Regions from separate parts of the Canis lupus genome. Here region 1 is linked to region 2. A link is a contact called in public Hi-C data. All regions are on one chromosome and are shown on one strand. Each heading gives the region's core, a stretch centred on a gene start, on an enhancer-like site or on the middle of the called end of the contact. The rest is flanking DNA. Distances are from core to core; before and after follow the strand shown. Region 1 holds the start of CRYL1 (lambda-crystallin homolog). Region 2 holds the start of IL17D (interleukin-17D).

The links. A called contact is a pair of places that touch in the nucleus more often than the background predicts.
Region 1: a Hi-C map of skin fibroblasts shows a contact between it and region 2, with 2.0 times the contacts expected there. The contact joins the promoter of CRYL1 here to the promoter of IL17D in region 2. A contact is called at or near these places in 2 of 9 Hi-C or Micro-C datasets (amygdala and skin fibroblasts).

What each region holds. Positions count from the first base shown.
Region 1 is chr25:17,661,455-17,669,272 of UU_Cfam_GSD_1.0, reverse strand. It overlaps CRYL1 (lambda-crystallin homolog), which reads right to left and starts at 4,005. Exons shown (of 8, transcript XM_038573515.1): 1 at 3,987-4,005.
Region 2 is chr25:17,480,548-17,488,208 of UU_Cfam_GSD_1.0, reverse strand. It overlaps IL17D (interleukin-17D), which reads left to right and starts at 3,120. Exons shown (of 3, transcript XM_038574495.1): 1 at 3,120-3,134; 2 at 3,472-3,767. The coding sequence starts at 3,120.

The sequences.
Region 1 (7,818 bases), core at 2,756-5,255, 180 kb before region 2:
CAGACACTCACTTATAGTACAATATATATTAGCAAAAAAGTAAAAAAATTAACCCTGTAACATTCAGCATTAGTTAAATAAACTATATACACACAAAGCAAACAGAGCAAATTTTTAACAATTATTGAATTAAAAAAGTGGGTCTCTGGGTATTCTTTTTTCCATAATTCCTACATTTCTGTGTATTTGAGAATTTTTGTAAAACTTTGGGGAGAAAAAAATTGGGGGAGAAATGACTTATGTTCCATACAATAGGCATTAAAGACAAAGTTGATTTCTTTTTGGCATAATCGTTTCAAAGTCTGCATTGCCCACAGTTCTCTAGAGGAGGCACCAAGAGCACGATGCCGACTCCTGGGAACCCGCTGGCATCCCTTCTCCCTCACACACACTCAGTCACTAATGACTGCGCATGACATGGACATATGATCCAAAGCAGCCAATCAGCGGGCTTACCAGAACTACTCTACCTGTAGCCTGGCCTGCACAGGCAAGCCAAGCCAATCAGATTTCCTCTCCTGAAAATTGGACCTAAAATTGGAAACTCTAAGTCAGTAATAGACACTGGAGGTGAAAGATTATAATGCTGGGGTTGGCAACAATGTGCAAAAAAAAAGCAGCACAGGAGAGAGGAAAAGTGAGCAAGTAAAGGCAGGGGGAATCTATTACACAGACTAATATAAATAGGTACAAACAAACATCAGATTCCACAGCCACAGAATGAAAGTTCTGTCAGCTTTCTGTTCCTAGTACTACCTTACTTTGGGCCCAAATTCTATTAGTTTCCTGCCCTTAGAGCCTGTGACATCCTGTTAACTTTTTGTGAACTCCTAGATACCTGAGGACCTACCATTCTGGGTCCCTACCATTCTGACTATTATGATATGCTTTAAAGCTTCGAAATTCATAAATCTGAGTTAGTACTTCGCAAAGCTACTGAAGGTGAACATTTATTCTATTACATAGCAGCAAAGTAGCAGGGAAGAAAATTTAAGTAATAAAATTGGCTCATTTCTGGGGTGCCTGGATGGCTCAGTTAGTTAAGCATCTGACTTCTGCTCAGGTTGTGATCTCAGGGTCCTGGGATGGAGCCCCATGCCTGGCTCCCCACTCAGCAGCAGTGAGTCTGCTTGTCCCTCTGCCTCTGCCCCTGTCCCTGCTCATGTTTTCTCTCTCTCTCAAGTAAGTGAATAAAATCTTAAAAAAAAAAAAAAAAAAAAAAAGTGTTCTTTATGGAAAAAAAAATCAGTGGAAAAGAATTAAATAGGGACTATATTTCTAGCAAGTACCTTCAAGAGGGAACCTGATAATTATTAGGAAAAGATGGAAAAACAATGGCCCAATATGTCCCTGAAATTGAAATAGGCATTTTTTGGTCTGTTGAAATCCAAGAATGAAACTAAACCAGGTTTTAGGAAGCTAATTTACACTTCCCAGCCTCATTTTGTAAATGGATGTTCCATGGAATCACCCATGGGGCCAGAAGCGGGGGGAGAGAGAGAAGAGGGCTGAAGAGCGGGGAGGAAGGGAAAGGAAAAGTGAGTAGGGGAGCGAGGTGAGAGAGGGAACAGAGAGGAAAGGGAGCAGAAGGAAGGGAAGGAAAGCAGAGATGGGTGTTCTCTTGAGGTGCTGAGGGTATAGGATAGACAGGAAGAGATCTCTATCCTGTGCCAGTTCCTGTGGTCATTAAAGTTTGCCAACCCTCATCTACTTCCTTATGAACCTTCCTCTGGGGAATCAAATAAACTGACTCATCAATCCTATCTCCTTCTGGAAAGACTGTACTTCATGAAAGAACCAGAGCCAGACAGGGATAGTCAATTCCAAACTTAACATGTATTAGGTGAAAACAGAGTAACACCCCAACACATGGTGTGAGAGACACAAAACTCCAGCCCTTGATCCTGGACAAGTAAAATACAAATCGAGCACAGTCACTGTACCCAATACCAAGTACACTTTTAAAAAATATTTTTATATTCCTTCACCAGGCAGCCACACACACCCACACGCCTGCAAAGGTCAAAGGTTCAGGTAATTCCACGGTCTGATCAGAGGAAGCTGACAAAAAACATCCTGATTCCTTCTTTCAATAGGTTCTAAACGGAAAACCCTGACACTGGAATTGTCGCTGGGTGGCAGGTCAGGTAGGCCAACACCTCAGTGGCATAAACAGACACAAAACTACCCCCAAAAAGGTGCTTCCAACTATATATAGCAAGGATTAACATGTCTACAGATTGCTATCACAGCCTGTCAATAAAGGTATGCATAAATACTTTTTTTACGAAAACAGCAGAAGTTTTAAAAGACCGAATGGGGGCACCAATCAGAAAAATTTGGATGGCATTTAGGCTGTTAAACTGACACAGCCTAGCAAACTCTGAGCTCCAGCGTTCCTCTTTGGAAACGTCCCTTTCTGGGCAGCCTGTGTGGCTCAGCGGTTTAGCGCCGCCTTCAGCCCAGGGGGCGCGATCCTGGAGACCTGGGATCAAGTCCCACATCGGCTCCGGGCATGGAGCCTGCTTCTCCTTTTGCCTGTGTCTCTGCACCTCTCTCTGCGTGTCTCTCATGAATAAATAAAATCTTAAAATAAAAAAAAAAAAAGGAAATGTGCCTTTCCCCACGGATCACGAATGAATTAGGATTGCCGCATGTGTCCGCCAAGCACCTGTTGCCACCCAGAGGACACCCCTGGGGACAAGAACACACACATCCTCACGCCCTGCAGGCAGCCCTGTGCACGGGTGTTCAACAGGCCCTCTTTGCTGGGATAGTCCCATCTCGGCCACGTACTGCCTGCGACCAGCAGCAAACTGCTTCATCTGTTTTCACATCCATAAAGTGGGAATAGCTAGGAATACAGTTCTGTAGGGCCCCTGGGTGGCTCAGTGGTTGAGCGTCTGCCTTGGGCTCTGTGCATGATCCGGGGGTCCCGGGATTGAGTCCTGCATCGGGCTCCCGGCAGGAAGCCTGCTTCTCCCTCTGCCTGTCTCTCTGCCTCTCTCTGTGTGTGCGTCTCTCATTAATAAATGAATAAAACCTTAAACACACACACACACACTTCTGCAGAATCTCTGTCCGACTTCCTGGCACGTCTATTTGTGTTTGCTGGTAGGCCTGGCATCACTGAACTAATCGCACAAACCGTTCCCACCGCAGCCTGAGCTGTCAGCTTGGCGGGTAAGTCAGCGCCGAGTGAAACAGAACAGCACTCGACAGTGTGCTTCATCCTGAAAAGCCACGCCGCCCCCGGGCGCTCCCGCAGGCCTGGCCAGCTCAGGGAGGGCCGCAAGGGCGCACAGGGTCCTGGAGGGTGGGCGGCTGGCGCTCCAGCACGCGTCCGCACCGCTGGTCGGGGTGACCGCCACCTGGGCCCCTCGCTCCCGCGCCCCCCGGGTCTCCCCAGAGCCAGGGCAAGAGCACACGGTCGGCGGGCCGGGGCGTTTACCTGCCGAGGATCAGCACGTCGCCGGGCTCCGAGGACGCCATGGCCGCACACCTGCCCGGCCCGGGACCCCACCGCCAGTGCAGAGGACTGAGGCCCACCGGCTCTCGCGCGCCGCGCGTAGCGCCGGGTCCCCGCGCCGGGAGGGGCGTCCTCCGCGCCCATTGGCTGGTCCCCTGAGCCGGGGGCGGGCGCGCGGACCCTGATAGGCCCCGGGGGCCGGGGGCGGGCCGCTGCTCCGTCCCCATTGGGTGCTCGGCGGGCGGGGCCTGCAGCGGAGACCCAGGCGCCGACCCGAGCGGGGGCGCGGCGGGGGCACCCGCGGGGGGGGCGGGGAAGGGGGTAGGAAGCGCGAAAACTTGAGCCTTCGGACTCCCGCAATTCATTTGTTCACGATTTAGTTTCCAACCGTGCACCCTACAACCTGCGTACGTAGCGGGGATACCGCCAGGCTGGCACGAGGCCTGGCCTCTAGCTGACCCCAAGGAAACTGGCAGTAGAAGTTCCTCTCCGAAATACACACCAGTTTAATACATACCAGTTCTGGCCTTTCTACTGAGGGTGGTTTTGCTGAGTTTGCACTCATAATTCGTTTCTAGAAAGATCCTCGCTGCCTTTCTCCGCAGATGAGAAATGAGACCCAGGAACTCTGGGAAACTGGAACTCCAGTGAAACTGGAAGACGGATCTGATCCCACTGCACTGTGCTGAGGGGACCGTGAGGACAGGGGTTCTCTGAACTGTGCTTCCTCCCTCAGAGGCAGAGTGGCGTTTCTGTAGGACAAAAAAGAAGTCCTGACCCGGGGCTCTTTCCAGAGACAGGAACAAACAGACCAAGAGGAGAGAGCATCATACATCTCAGGACAGTTTGTGTTCATACAGCACAAGCTGAAGGGAATTTCCACAGTCATCCAAGTCACGATGATCAGAGAGGACTCAGGCCACAAACATGAGCAAAACTGACCCACTCAGATGACAAATGGAGCTCTTCCTTTATTTGTTTTCCCCGGTCAGAACATTAAAAGATAATGTCAGAGGGAGGGTAGGCTTTAAAGAACAATTTCACAAAGTTTCAATAAACATCTGAAACAAGGTGCTCAACTCACTTAAGATAAATGAAAAGTAACAAAACAGATGGTGAAACTCATCTTTCACCCATCAAATTTGCTAAAATGACAAAGATTGATAAAATATTCATGTTGGTAACGAAATGTTTCAGACAGACAACCCTTTAATATACAATTGAAGGCAGGCTTATAAAGGAGAAAAATGCTTTTGGGAGAGCAGTCAGCCATGAGCCCCTAGGTTCCTGCACTTTCTTGCTGAATATAGCAGACTGCAAGGTTTATCCATCTCCTGAAGCTAAGTACCTTCTGTAGCTATGCACGCAGGCAGCTAAATAGATCAAGGCTCCTGCAGAGTACCCTGTAACTGCTCACTCCTGGAGTGAAAGGGGACTGATTTGTTTGCTGCTCACAACAGTGTCAGCTCTATGCTGAACACTTACTGGTCCGTTGGCCCCTTGCAAATGCTGGGGTCATCTGGCCCTCCATGTAACCCTGTGGAAATTGGGGCTCCAAAAACTGGTGCAAATATGCTGACACGCTGGCTATTGCTTTTGCTGTGAGTAGCAGGGTCTTTTATCTTTAATCCAGGAATATCCTGTCTTCTGTCAGCTTCCACAAAACTGTGGCAAGCTAACTCATTACTTTGTAATAAGATAAAAATCTCAGACCCCTCACAGTTCTTGACATATCAAAATTTTTAAAGTATGCACTTTGGCTTTGCAATTCCAGTCCTAGAGATCTGTTTTATAGAAATATAAGTGGACATGAAGTTAGACAAAATGGTTTATAAAATAGAAGAGAAAAATGTTAAAACATCATATAGAATCTTAATATAATGTTAAAATAAACATTGAAAACATGATGAATATCTATCGATAAGAAATAGTTTTAAAGATTATGGTACAGAGAGCTTCTGCTTCTGGCCAAGATGGAGTAACAGAAGCCAGACTTCAGCTCCTGCCTTAAACAGAAGACCCACCCTCCACCCACCCACTCACCCCACTGCCACCACCAAAATAGAAAAATAGAGGAAAAAATGGCCTCAGATATCAGACAAGAGGGAGTCTTGAATTGTGATTCCTGAGTCCATAGATATACATAATCTACTGATTTTCAACAAATGTATAAAGGGAATTCAATGGCAAAGGAGAGTCTTTTCAACTTATGGTACTGGAACAATTGGGTATGCATAAGTAATGATAATAATAGCCCCATACCATATATAACCATAAAACACTAACATCCAATGCATCCATGTAAAACCTAAAACCACATAATTTCTTAAAGAAAACATAGGATAAAACTTTGTGACCTTGAGTTAGGCAGACATTTCTTAGATATGCCACAAAAAGTTTAACAGGCAAAGAAAAAGTTGGTAAATCAGACTTCATCAAAATTAAAAATTTATAGTACTACTTCAAGACAGTATCAAGAAAATGAAAAGCCACAAGCTGGGGGGAATATTTTCAAATTAGGTATCTATTGCAGTCCTTGTTTACAAAATATATAAAGAGATCTCAAGCTCAACAATTTTTTAAAGTTTTTAAATTTAATTTTCTAAAACAGTGACAGTTTTTTTTTTTTAAGAATTAGATTTTTTATTTATTAGACATAAAGAGAGAGGCAGAGACACAGGCAAAGGGAGAAGCAGGCTCCATGCCAGGAGCCCGACACAGGACTCGATCCTGGGACTCCAGGATCGCGCCCTGGGCCAAAGGCAGGCGCCAAACCACCGAGCCACCCAGGGATCCCAACAGTGACAGTTTTATGTTGTGTAAGTTATCACAATTTTTTAAATGACCAAGAGATTTTTTTTTCAAATTTTTATTTAAATTCTAGTTAACATACAGTGCAATATTGGTTTCAGGAGTAGAATTCAGTGATTCATCACTCACATGTAACACCCTGTGCTCATCACTAGTGCCCTCCTTAATAGTCATCATCCCTCTAGCCCATCCTCCATCTTCCTCCCTCCATCAACACACAGAGTTTTAGAGTCTCTATGTTCCCTAGAGTTAAGAGTCTCTTATGGTTTGTTTTCCACTCTCTCTCTCTTTTCTTTCCCCCACTCCCATTTGCTCTGTTTTGTTTTGTTTCTTAAATTCCACATATGAGTGAAATCATATGGTATTTGTCTTTCTCTGACTGACTTGTTTCATTAAGCATAATACACTCTAACTCCATCAACGTCACTGCAGATGGCAAGATTTCATTCTTTCTGATGGCTGAGAAATATTCCATTGTATGTATGTATCACATCTTCTTTATCCATTCATCAGTCAAGGGACATTTGGTCTCTCTCCATAGTTTGGCTACTGTTGAGAATGCTGCTGTAAACATTGGGGTGCACATATCCCTACAAAAATCTGCATTTTTGTATCCTTTGGGTAAATACCTAGTAGTACAACAGCTGAATTGTAGGGTAGTTCTATTTTTAACTTTTTGAGGAATCTCTCTACTGTTTAGAGTGGCTGCACCATGTGCATTCCCACCAATAGTGTAAGAGGGTTCCTCTTTCTCCACATCCTCCCCAACATCTGTTTTTTCCTGTGCTGTTAATTTTAGCCATTCTGACAGGTGTGTGATGGTGTCTCATTATAGTTTTGATCTGTATTTCCCTGATGATGAGTAATGTTGAGCATCTTTTCATGTGTCTGTTAGCCATCTGGATGTCTTGTTTCCTCCACTGTGCAGAAGTTTTTTATCTTGATGAAGTCCCAATAGTTCATTTTTGCTTTTGTTTCCCTTGCTTTGGGAGACATTTGACCTTTGCTATAGCCAAGGTCAAAGACGTGACTGCCTGTGTTCTTCTCTAGAATTTTGATGGTCTCCTGTCTCACATTTAGGTCTTTCATCCATTTTGAATTTATCTTTGTGTATAGTGTAAGAAAATGGTCCAGTTTCTTTCTTCTGCATGTTGCTGTCCAGTTTTCCCAACACCATTTGTTGAAGAGACAGTCTTTCTTCCCATTGGATATTCTTTCCTGCTTTGACCATAGAGTTGTGGGTCCATTTCTGGGCTTTCTATTCTGCTCCACTGATCTATGTGTCTGTTTTCAAGCTGGTAACATACTGTCTTGATGACCACAGCTTTGTAATACAGCTTGAAATCCAGAATCATGATGCCTCCAGTTTTGTTTTTCTTTTTTGCAGGATTGCTTTGGCTATTCAAATTCTTTTGTGTTTCCATACAATTTTGGGGATTATTTGTTCTCGTTCTGTAAAAAATGTTGTTGATATTTTGATAGGGATTATATTAAATGTGTACATTGCTTTGGGTAGTATAGACATTTTAATGATATTC
Region 2 (7,661 bases), core at 1,871-4,370:
AGTTAAACACAATTAACTTTGGCAATAATTGTATCATTTCAATCTTGTTAAAAGTTATCGCAATGAAGTATTGGGGATAAATACCCAACTGGAGTGGGTTGAGCAGAAAATAGGAAGTGAGGTTTCAGAGCCAGAGAATGGAGACAGCTCAGAACACTTTATTACAAAAGGAAGAAATTCAACGATTGATAGAATGGCAACTGGAGTCAAGGGCTTATCAAATATATCAGGAAAGAAGGCAGGATATGTGAAAGTGAATGCAAACAGGTTAGTATATTCAGTGGTAGAAAAAAAAAAACTAGCTCTCATCTGTGGGTATGGAACATTTGATGAAGAGGGAAATGAGTAGCAGAGATTTGAGAGAGAGGAAATGTAAATTAGTCATCTTGGTAAAAGGGAATAAGACTGTGTTGAACGCTAATCTTAGATTTGTGGTCAGAAATTAGAATGGAGTCTAGTCAACAAGTTGTAGGATTTTAATGAAGTTGGGATTATCATGGGCAGATATTAAGAGGAAAAAGAGAACAAGAGATTAAGAGTGTTTGCAAGGATGTGGTAATAGTGCTGAATTATGAACTCTAAACTAGACAAAGGAGGAAATAAGGACTCAAGAATGGGATGCTTAGTAGGAAAGTGGTAGGTTTAGAAGACCTTAGTAGGAAAGTGGTAGGTTTAGAAGACCTAATGCGATCAGAGAATTACAGGAGTGGATGAAAAGACAAAGTGCCTGTATCAGAGAGTAGGTATTTGAAATTATGTTTGCATATGGTGCAGTTCTTGGTAATGATAATGAGCATAATCATATGATTTGATAGCTGAGATACAATGGGAGAAAAGATGATTGGAAGTTAGTCATTTAGAAGCCAGGGTATTGAATAAATCATCTGTGTGGATGTTAGGGGTGCCAAGCATGATGAGCAGTAGTGGTAGATCCAGGTGCTACCCAAGAAGATGACAGCAATAAAGAGAACTACTGGCAGGGAAAATGTGACAGTCCTTTAAAGGAGGGAAGGAAGCTTGGATAGATAGGTACATCAGCAACCCAAGAAGCTGACTATGGAAGTGGCCAACCTCATACTGGCTTTTGGAATTACGGTGCCGAAAGGATCTTTCCTGACAGCATGGTCTGTTATATGTTGTGCCTGGTACTGGAGTAGTTGAGTAAGAGAAGCAGTGAGGAGGAGGAATGGAAGATGACTTGAGATCAAGATTTTGTGACTAGAAGGATGGTGACATCTTCTGTAAAGAGCACCAGAGAGGAATTAATTTCTAAGGGAACATGAAGAACTTGGTTGCCTTTTTCTGACTTTTCTTAAATTTGGATTTAATAATTAACATGTTTATTTCTCATGTACATTCAGACTGGAGGGTAACTGATGAAACATTTTGCCCGTTTATAAGAAATTTTCTCAACTCTAGTCTCACAAAGATAAAATTTATGTTTCATCAAAATAGGTGAGCCTTTTCGGGTGAAATTGTTGGGAAGTGAATATTTTATTTTCTATTTCCAAGATAATCAAGGAAGAAGAGAGAAATTGCCATGTTATCAGTCAATATACGGTATTTTGTTGAAATACAGATAATTAACAGTCCGGCACAATTAAGGTGTGTCACCTTACACATGAAAGGATGTTGTTGTAATGAGCCATGGTGAATATTCCTAGGAAAACAATTGTGATGATAGTCTCCTTCTTCTAGAGGACTCCCACACTTTTTATCAAATACAAAATAAACAGTATTTGAGTACTGATCTTTATTCCCATTTTACCAGAAACAGAGAACATGAACAATTTATCCACTAGTCAGGAAAAAGGTGTTTTATAACCTCAAGACAAATGTTTACTCACCAAGAGCTGTAAATTGCTTAAATTGAAGATCTCAGTGGGATTTTTAGCAGTTAATTCTGAAACTCTTGTTACATAATGTTCAAGGCATGTAAAAAGTGATGTTTTTCTACACAGCACAACTAAAATGTAGTTTAATCAAGTAGACAGAAACCTTGACAAAATAGTCAAATACCAAAGCTTCAAACCATTCAGGGAGGCATAAATCACCTATTTTCTACACTTTCAGCTGGTATCAGTCTCTTGTTTTCATTTTCGAAGACTGCTGTTAAATGGCCATATTCATTAGCCTGCCACCTAAAAAGCATTAATTTGTAGAATGAACAAATGAACAAGTTATCTTGTGATTTTGAAGTACAACACAGTTCCTTCATTTAAATATATTTCAATTTATCCACAGAAGAATAGGCTTATTTTACAAGACTGCTTGCACTTACAGATCCCACGGAGCAGGACCGCTCCAACACTGTAACAGCCCAACTGATGCCCACTCACAGACGGAACAGTACGAGTAGGGGGATTCAGTACTTTGACGTGAGAGCTGCTGGAAGAGGCACAGAAGGTTCATTTCATGAGAGTGTAGGGGAAAGGAGATGCAGCCTCCCCTCGCCCTATTAAAAAGAAAGTTGTTAGTATCTAATAAATGTATTTCTTTGAACTATAGTCTCAGAAGAGGAAGTCGTCCTAAGGAACAGAATCCTTCTAGGTTTTTCCAGAAGGCCTGTTCTATCCTTGGAGAGCTCTGATTACTAGAAGCAGCTTTTTGCCCTGAGCCAAAATCTGCGTCCCCCGACTCCACAAGGGTGGCCCCGCTTTGGAGCTCCGGAGATCTGCAGGCCAGCTCCTCGCAGGCCTCCTGGGGCCGGGCGGGTCCTCGGGGTCCTCGGGGTCCTCGGGGTCCTCCTCGCGCCCCTCGGGCCCCAGGCCCGCCGCGCACACACAGTCCGGGCCTCGGCAGCCGCCACGTCCGCCCCGCTCAGGTGCCGCGGCCGTGCCCTGCCCCGGGGGGAGGCCGGGCTCACGGCCGGGCGCTCTCCGTGCCGGGGCCGCCGCGCTCCAGTCCCGGCGACGACGCGGGGCGGGCAGCGCCGAGGGAGCCGCGCGCCGCGGGGCCGGCCGGCACCCGGGGCCGTGCGCGCCGAGACCCCGCGCCGCCCCTCCTGGGCCGCGCAGCCCCGCGGGGGGGCGGGCGGATGACGCGGGCGTGGGGGCGTGAGTCTGCGGGCGCGGACCGGCCGGGGCGGCGCGGCGCGGCGCGGCGAGGCGGCGGCGGGGATGGCGCGCGCGGGGGTAAGCGGCGCGGACGGCCGTCACAGGCACTCGCAGCCCAGCGCGCAGCAGCCCGGCAGGCACACGCACACGCGCACCCCGCAGCCGCCCCCCGCGCGGCCCCCGGCTCGGGGCGGCGGCGGCGGCGGCGGCCCGGGGCGCGCGGGCCGGCGCAGGGCGGGGTCCCGGGGCCCCCGCGGGCGGCGGGCGGGCGGCGGCGGCGCTCGGGGGCCCGTCTGGTCCGCGCCCATCCTCCGGGCCGGCCTCACGGCCTCACGGTCCCGCGGCGCGCGGGGGGCGGGGGCGGGGGGCGCGGGCTCCTCCGCCGCGCGGACGCTGAGCGCGGCCTGTCTCGCAGGTCTGGATGCTGGTGCTCGGCGTCCTGCTCGCGCTGGCGCTGGGCCGGGCCGCGGGCGCCCCGAGGGCCAGCAGACGGCCTGCGCGGCCGCGGGGCTGCGCCGACCGGCCCGAGGAGCTCCTGGAGCAGCTGTACGGGCGGCTGGCGGCGGGCGTGCTGGGCGCCTTCCACCACACGCTGCAGCTGGGGCCGCGCGAGCAGGCGCGCAACGCGAGCTGCCCGGCAGGGGGCAGGCCCGGCGACCGGCGCTTCCGGCCGCCCACCAACCTGCGCAGCGTGTCGCCCTGGGCCTACAGGTGAGCGGCGGGGCGGGGCGGGGCGCGGCGGGGCGCGGCGGGGCGGGGCGGGGCGCAGGGCCGCGCGGGCGGGGCGGGGGCGGGGCCGGGGAGGAGCCCGGAGCCGGACAGGTGGAGCGGCGGGGGACAGGTGGGGAGGGCGGAGCAAGCGCGGAGACAAACGTCTCCTCGCCTCCCTTGAAGGAAACCTGCCTCCCGTTATTACCCTTTCACTGTTCCACTGGAGCAGATGTTTCTTGGTGCCTGTTCCTTGCCAGGGTTACGATCCAGTGGGTTCCACGAGGGACCAAGACGAGTGAGTGGGCCTTCAGTAAGTTTTACAGGACTTCGTACAGGAGGCCTGCGAGGCGCTCATGTGGCAGCCCGCGGACATGTCTTGAGTGCCTGGGTGGTGGTCCAGACACTGCTGAGAGTTAAACCCTCCGAAGCCCATCCTCTGAGCTTATCGTTTAAGGGACGCGTGGAGATAATTGAGAAGGAAACCCAGTTATCAAGGCAGAACACGATTTGACACGAAAACTTTAGTGTGTTGATAGTGTAAAGCGGTGAGAGGGATCAAAATGGCATCTGAGATGTATTTTGGAGAATGGCCATAATTCTGAGATGGGCCTGGAGACGAGGTCATCTCAGAAGAAAGGAACAACATGCAAAGCAGGTAGTCTGGGGTGTTCTGGGGCTTGGGTAGGGAAGAGTGTGGCTGGAGACTGTCCCCTTCCCTGCTGTTACTGCAGGGTGTCATCACCCTCAAGGGGCTCACAGTTAGCTGTACAAGGAGGGAGCCCTTGCTGCCAAAGATGTGGAAAAGCCCTCAGTGAAAGAACAGGACAAGGGTGGTTCAGAGGGAAGGGGTGGCATATGACAAGGGGGAGGAGACCAAAGAATCACAAGCGCTGGTGTGTTTCTGTGTGGCTGGGGGTGGCAAGAGAGGAGCCTACAGAGGGGACCAGAAACTAGATTTGGCCTTAAAAGCAATGCCACAGATTTGAAGTGTATCCTGCAGGACGTTTTTTGATAAAGAAAATCATGTGACCACTTTGTGTTGAGGGACAGATCCGAGAGGAGATACAGGACATGCAGTGCATGCAGTCATTCTTCCCGCAAAAAGCAATTAGGGTCTGCACTCAGGCAGTGGAAGTGGAAAAAGTGAGACTAGGATCAGTTTGAAAGATATTACTTAAAGAAGTTAAAGTGACAGGATTTAGTGGATGATGTTTATATGTGGGAGTGAGGGAGGGGAGGGCATAAAATGAGTAACGGCTTAAGGCTTCAGTCCACGCTGCTATGAAGAGGTGCAGAGAAAATGTAATGATTTTGTCAAAAACCAATCTGGGCTTATCCAAGCCTCCACCTGCTGGGTGGGGGTCTCCCTGCGCCTGGCTGCTCTGCAGAGGACCAAGTTCACTTGTGGCTGAGCTCCCTCCCACCCTGGAAGTCAGGCCCAGAGCACCCTCCTGCTTTCATTTTCTCTTCATTCATCTGATGCCCTCAGGACCCACATGTTGAACCGTTCATTCTGGTGGCTTCATTCTCTGGCTTTCCCTCTTCCTATCATTCCCAGAGTCCAAAAGGGTGGGATTTTATATTATCCTTCTTCCTCCAACCTCATGTTATACCTTTGATACGCTAAATAGCATTAAAGAAACTTGGAATATCTCTCAAAATAGCGGCTTGGCTTCTCCAGACAGAAGCTGCAATGTCTACATCTTTATTTAATGAATTCTAAGCTCTCCTGGCAAATGGATGCCTCCCAGACTAGGCTGTGGGCTGAAAGCAGAAGAACACACAGAAGTGATTTTTCAAGACCTCCAGTTGGGCATCTCCCATGTTTCTGGCTTGGATTGTTGACAGTATTTAAGCAAAATGGAGAAACTGAATGAGGAGTGAGTTTTTTGGAGGGAAGTAAATTCAAGGAGTTTTATGTGCCTAAGAGGAGCACAGGTATAAATTATCAACTTGGCCTGGAAGTGTGGTCTCAGAAGAACGACTGGGGCTGAAGTACCAGGCAGGAGTTGTCAGCCCTAGGATGCTGCGTAGTGAGTTGAGTTGGGTTCCCCCTACTACCTTACCTGTGTCTCCTAGGAACGATCCAAGGGCAGCAGGGAAGAGGGAATGGCTAAGAGAGGTCATGGGCAAGAACAACACATAACAGATAGCGGTCCTGCCTGGGCTGCCCAAGTCTGCTCATGGAGCCTTTGTGGGGCCTGGGACCTGAGCTACATCTGAATCGGGTGGCGGATGGTATCATCTGCATTACCTTTCTTATTATTTAACAACACTGATGCAGTTGCTCCCCCAGTGAGCCAATGGAGGCTTACACTCTCTGAAGAAAGGATGGTCTTCTAGGGATGGGCACTAGGTCAGGACTCCAGATTGCTGGGTGCCAGAGCTGGCCCTGCCTTCTCCCACCAGGAGACCGCCTCTCTGCTCACCTGGCTTCTGGTCACTTCTTACTACCTCCTGAGTAATTGGAAGACTGGAAAAAGCATTGCAGGTAGAAGCTCAAAACCTCTTCTACAAGAGGTGTCTAGAAGGACAGGGTTGGTTTCTTAGTGGTGCCACTGTGGGACCCGTGCAGCCTGGGGAGGGGAGAGTATGCTCACCTGTGCAACTGTCAGTGTGGAATCAGAAGTAGTATGTAAGGCTAAAAACTGAGAACTCCTAAGGAAAACGGATGGGGAAACAGACTGCCAGTCAGAAATACTGCATGGCACAGAAAGGATAGGACAGGATTCAAATAGAAATTTGGATTATAAAGTGGCTTTTCATACTTTTAAGGGAGAGATGGGTCATTCAATAAATAGTGTTGGGACAACTGAGAAACCAGCTGGAAAAACATACAAATAAATTCCAAATGATGCAGATTTAAATGTAAAAATAAAACCACAAACACATAAGAAATACAGTCAATTATATTTACAGTCTCAGAGTGGAGAGGCCTATTTAGTAGCTTGCAGACCCCCAAAGCCATAAGAAAACAAGACTGTTAAATTCAGCTACACAATTATATGCCATTTCTTCTTGGCAAAATAATAAAATAAAATTAGAAAAATACAAGGGCTTACTGGGAGAAAATATTTGCAACCCTTGTCACAAAGGGCTCATTTCCTAAAGAGCTCCTACAAATCAATAAGAAAAAGACATAATAAACCAGGAACAAAGGCTGTGGGTAGTTCCTAGGGAAGGAGAGTCAAATGCCTCACTCATGTGAAATGCCCAGCTCCAGGCACCCTAAAGTGACATGCATATTAAAAGGATGCTGAGAAGCCTTTCCTTGGGGGGGGGGGGGGTACCCATCAGGCTCTGTTGGCAAGGGAGTGAGGAAAGCAGCATTCTCACACCGCAGAGGGTAGGAATCTCGGTTGCTGGTTTTCTCCTCCAGCCACACTTGCCTGGGTCCCAAATGCTGTAGGGACAAGCGTGTCCATCGCGGTAGTACAGGGCTTGGACACCACCCCAGCATGTTCAATAAAATGCCATCAAACAGCCAGAAAAGGAATGGGGCAGCCCTAACCCTGCCTGAGGAGAAGAGCCCATCACAGACGTAGAGGGACACCAGGCAAGGTGCAGCGCGGCGTGCAGGCTGCCGAAGAGAAGCTATTACATAACATACACATATGTTATTTTTAAATGCGTGCACACCCCACCCCACACACTTAGGGGCATCTGTGGACGTGGTACCACCCTGCCTGTCAGTAGGGGAGCTGAAGGCTGGGGACGGAGCAGGAAGGTCTTCCTTTCCACTCCTTTGTACCTTTTGAATTTCAACCATGTGCCCATGTTATTTATTTCAAAAACGTCTTAATTTTTAAATTGGGAGCAGAAAGGGAAATTCCCCAACCATGAGGAGAAGGCAGATAGTGAAGACCCGAAACTCAGCAGGTAAGAGCAGCCTTT